Linked DNA regions of Gossypium arboreum: region 1 is linked to region 2. The links are chromatin contacts, called in public Hi-C maps. All regions are on one chromosome and are shown on one strand. The core of a region is the stretch at or near the end of the contact, and the rest is flanking DNA. Distances in the headings are between cores, read along the strand shown.

Evidence for each region. A called contact is a pair of places that touch in the nucleus more often than the background predicts.
Region 1: a Hi-C map of leaf shows a contact between it and region 2, with 1.9 times the contacts expected there. The contact joins the enhancer-like site here to the promoter of LOC108461140 in region 2. A contact is called at or near these places in 2 of 5 Hi-C or Micro-C datasets (both in leaf).

The regions. Positions count from the first base shown.
Region 1 is chr2:6,637,180-6,639,879 of ASM2569848v2, forward strand. No RefSeq gene overlaps it. Among protein-coding and RNA genes, the nearest start is that of LOC108464149, 19 kb to the right of the region's middle. Within about 2 kb of position 1,337, at least 1 of the 2 cell types and tissues checked has an H3K27ac peak or open chromatin away from gene starts, as enhancers often do. A contact at or near this core is called in leaf, where this site is marked.
Region 2 is chr2:6,594,936-6,597,635 of ASM2569848v2, forward strand. LOC108461140 (GLABRA2 expression modulator) reads left to right here and starts at 1,333. Exons shown (of 4, transcript XM_017760863.2): 1 at 1,333-1,836; 2 at 1,920-2,021. The coding sequence starts at 1,482.

The DNA.
Region 1 (2,700 bases), core at 87-2,586, 42 kb after region 2:
TCAAGAGACTATCTACTAGCACTTAGCTATCCAAAATTGTTGAGGTTTCTCAACATTAACGGCTGATGTTGTATTTGGTTGGTTGAATCTCCTAAGTCTTAATTTCTAAATTTCAAACCCTAAATAGGATAGGGTTTATATTAATGCCTTTTTGGAGACATTTAAGGTTTGAAATTAAATGTTTAACCTTCTATCAACAGATGAGATGATTGTTAAAAACTAAAAGGATATATATTCATACTATATAGACTCTTTCACTTCTTTTAATGTATTTAAGTTTGAGATTATTATTCAGCCATTGAATCTTGAATTAAATTAATATAAAAAATTCAAAACATTACATAATTCAATTTGAAACATGTAATTTAGGTTTGACAAAAATTAATTATAAAATTGTATTACTAGTTTCATATTGTCCCAATAAAAATTAATATTAATTCTATCTTTTCAAGGAAAATAAAGAGAAAATAAATCCCAGGTGCCAATTAAAAACCCTTATCGACGAACCGAAAGGAAATAGAAATAAACCTCGGAAGAAGTGGAGAAAATAATGATTTAAAAAGAAAGCAATGATGTATATACCTTTGGTGTAAGATATTTTGATATTCCAAAGTTATATTGGATTTTAATTAAATTTTATAAAATATTAAATTAAATCTTTAAATAGAGATAATTTTAATGATGTTTCTTTCAATCACAAGACTTGAAATTAAATCTTATTTGAAAGATATTGAATTTTTTTCCAACTCAATTTAACATGCATTATATATATGTGTGTGTGTGTGTGGAGGACGTTAGAAAATAAAAGGGAGTTACCTTTATATAGCTATACCAAATGTTGTAACCTTTTTATCGTATCAAAAGAAGTGGTCTTCATTATGGCTAGCTCTGAACTAGACATTGATATGTTCCTTAAATCATTTCAAAGTATATAGTTACATTGATTTTTTTTTTTTTCAAAACCAAGCATATTTGAACCTCAAAAATATATTTGAATGACAAAGAAAAAGGAGAGAAGAAAGTACTGAAAAATACTGATCATGAAGCACATTGAAGGAATATATAATATTATGGGGAAAATGAGAGATGATGTTATAAGAAGCAAAAGAAAACAAATGAGATGGGGTTTTGTTTCTTTGTTTGTTACTTCATTTTTTTTTTTTTTTTTTGCTTTTTGGTAGGGAAATAGTGGTGCCATAAGAACCAAAGCTGGGGGCCACTGTCTTATTTATTTATTTTATTCTTCTTTGTTTTGGAGAAGAAAAGAAAAGAGGAGGGAAAAAGGAAAGAAAGGCTGCCAAAGAATATGGAAAATGGAAATCAAGGTCCTCCCACTCTTTTTCTCGTCCTGTCACTATCCACTCCCCTTTTCCCCGCAATTCCCTCCTTCCTCTCTCTCTCTCTAAACCTATGGTCAATCTTTATGTAACCTCCCTATACTATGCATCTTTAGTGTATTTAGTCCCTCTTGATTTCTTCTTATCATTACATTCCAGGGGGAAGGGATGATAGGGTTTGAACCCGCATTGTCTAGATGTCAAATGGGAACTCTAACTAGTCCTCCAAGCATGTTTGGGTAGTCCCTCTTGATTTTTTTTATCATCCATATTTGTTTTAGTGTCTGTATTTGAGATTCATGATTATATGTTGTTTCTAAGTTTTAAACCTTTATTCTCTACTTAAGTTATCGTTTGGTGCTTTTCCATATTATGATTCTAATGGAATGTGATTGCTAAGAATATGATTGATAGTAAAGTTACTTTACAACGTTTGATATACATTAGAAGGTATCAATTACAATATCGAAAAGTTATATTATCACGTTTAGTTAATTAAGTACTTTCCAAAAACGTAATGATACTTTACCAATTTACCATTCTTAAATAAAAGATGATATTCATGTATTTAATTTTATAATAAATATTATTCTTAACAAATATTTTAGTTATTTATTTAATAATAAAATTTAATTGATAATTCTTAAATTATTATTTTTAATTTATAGTTTTGATTAGTACAAGAAAATTATAATTTTCATTGAAATAAATTAAAAAATCATGTTGATTCCAACTATATACAAAATCATAATTAAAAAATTATAATATATATACAAAATCATGGATATATAAAACTTGTTTGGGGATAAATTAAAAAAACACTTGAAATCACGTTTTATTTAGCTAAAGGCTAATCCATAGGTATATAAAAAAATAGTTAAATCATAGGAATGTAAAGTCATCGGCACTCTAACCCACAATTCCTACACAGTTTAATGGAATATTTCTACTCATTTACTAAAAAATATATTTCATACGCATACAAGTGCTAAATCAAATTTGTAGCTGAAAAATAAAACTTATTTATAAGAATCCGTTAAAGTAATAGAAAAAACCAAGTAGTAGGAAAAAGGAAGGAGGTAACAGTTGTTTCTTCTCTTTTTTTACATTAATTAAGAGACTAATACACTAAATCAATATAAAATAGGGTTAATTTCGTCTTAACATTCTCATCTTTTATCATGTGAATCACGTTGTTATGTTTATCGGAAAGTTAGATTCCAAAAAAAGTAAATAAAACTTGATATACCAAACATTCAAATAACTTTCCAACTAATTAAATTATCAAGAAAGTGACTATTTTTCATCATACCAAACGTTACCTAAGAGTGCAATGTGTCTTACAAATACACTCATACTTTTC
Region 2 (2,700 bases), core at 83-2,582:
AAATGATAAAATTTTGATTTAATCCTTTAAAAATTATTATAGTAAAAGTTACAATTTAATTTCGGCCTAGCTTCACTCCTGGACATCAACGTTAAATTTGATAAAACCATGATGAGGTGACTGCCAACATATTGTCCCATACGAACAAGGAACGAGTATCACCACCTAAGCCATCTCCCTCCCGCACACCGACCTAAACCACACCCACCATACCCGAGGCTGACGGATCAGTGGCAGAAGTATAAACCATGTTGGCTACCATCCAATCTTGCACTAAACAGTCAGCATTATAGATAACCCAAGACGGAGAAAGCTCACAATGCTGCCATTGAACGAGATTCTGGGCTAACCAAATTTACCACAGAAGCACAAGCCCTCGGCGCATGGCCACATAACAAAGCCAACCGTCGCAACAAAAAATCATTCTATGTAACATTATCGGTAGGGATATTTGCAGGCCATCGAACTGCCTGCGCTTTACAACAATGCAACAGAACATGTTCAACATCCTCATCCCCATGGCCCTGGTAACATTCGGCCGACACCGCAATACACGTCTCAAGTAGCGGCATTTTAACAGGAAGAAAATGGTGCAGGCAACGCCATATGAATTCCTTCACTTGAGGAGAACTTGCACTTGCCAAACTTGTTGCCAAGGTCCATCCCGAGCCAATTCATTCACGTTTGAGTACATGCTCATCGCTGTTATGTAGGCTGACTTAACACTATACTAACCATCAACAGTAAAATGCCATATAAGCTTGTCAAGATGAGGACTTAAGCTGAAGAGGATTCACTATATATATTTTTATTCCTAACATCAATTCAATAAAAAATTAAATAATAACTTCATAATAAAACTTCAAACTTTGAGAGCCTCAAATAAACATTAAAAGCTTCTAATAAAAATAACAAACAAAAATAAATTAAAAATACACAAATATGTAAGTTATTCCTATATATATATATATATGATGCAACACCTCTAAAATCAACTTTCATTAAAATCAACTTTCATTGACATATAAAAGAAACAATTTTAAAGTCGACAACTAGAGATTTGCTATAAAAATAAAGAAATATATATTTAAAATATTTTAGATTTGAATTAAAATATTTATTTTATTGAAAATAGTTTTCAAAAATGATTGCTTAAAAATATTTTACTTTCAAAAAATCAATTTAGATTTTAAAATTTATTTTTGTGAGTTGCAACCAAAAATTGGTGAAATTATAAACAAACAGAAAGTACAGCAACTAATATCAAAATTGAACCAAATATGTAACTTAAGAACAAAATTGAAAGATAATATAGATTCCTGGATGAAATTAGATCTATTAATTGGATTTTAGGACAAAGTTGGTGGAGCCCGTAACACTTAAAGCTTTCAATAACAGTCTCCTCTCCTGCTAAACTTCTAGCAAACGATCCCTCACGCCACTTTACGCACGGCCTGCTTTTCCTCGCACATTCTAGAGCAATGGAACAAACGAAGACAGAAACGCAACCCAACTCCAGCTCAGCTCCGATCCGAGAACCGAACCTGAAAGACTCGGATCCCGCAATGGATGCGGAGGGCTTTGTTGTGGTTCCAACATCAGAGCCTCAGGAAAAGGAAGAGAAAGAGACTCAGAATCCGAAAGTGAGTCAGATTCAAAGCGAGCAATCACCGGTTCAGTCACCATCTGGATCGAGGAAATCAGTTCATTGGAGTCCGGAATTGATCAGCGAGTCGCGTGCTGTGGATCACAGTTCCACCATGTCAGCTCCTGACGGATCCAATCCTTACGTTACTCATGCTCCGCCTACGGAATCTTCTTCCGCTTCCTTCAAAGGCAAGCCATTACACATTTTATTTCTATTTTGATTTTTTTTTAAATTAATTATTAAATTATTTCTTTTCTGAACTTGGAACCAGAGAAGATGGACACAGTGAAGGATGTCTTAGGGAGATGGGGGAGGAAGGTGGCAGAAGCGACGAGGAAAGCAGAGGATCTGGCCGGGAACACGTGGCAGCACTGTATTTTTTCTGTTTTCTTTTAGAATTTCAATTGCTTTCTAGTTTATTTTTAATATTTGGTGCTTCCCCTCTTGGTTGGATTTGTATCTGGTATGAATTCTATTGCGATTGGGCTTTTAGGGTTAGAATTGATATCGAGCGCTTGGTCATTTTGGCTGGTTGATATTACTGAAAGCTGAAATCTCAGATACTGAATTAGGGTTTAATATCTGGGTGAACTATTTGGTAGGGTTCGTGTTTTGTATAGCACGCTAGTTCTAAGAGTACTATAGGATATTAGGGAAGCATCATTTTGGCAATTTTGGACAACTTTAGATATTGTGATTAAGGAAAGGGAGAGAATGTAATAAACTTCATTCTTTTTTCTTGTTTTTAACATGCTTTTAGGAAATGTAGTATTGATTTGTCAAGTGTTGGCTGGAGTTAGCATTTGTGTCTTAAATATTTACTAGGGAAAGAATAGAATTTGATGTAAGATTTAAGGTCAGGGTACTGCAGTTTCCTCAATTGGCATGTTCACTTCTTATAAAGCAGGCTTAAGATTTGAGTTATAGACTTGCATTTAATCAAACAAAAGACTTGAGCTGATAAAATATTTGACAAAGCAAAATGTGACTTATTTACACCCTAGCCGAGGGAGGTAATCAGGGGTGAGAAAACCTGGTGGACCTTCTGTACA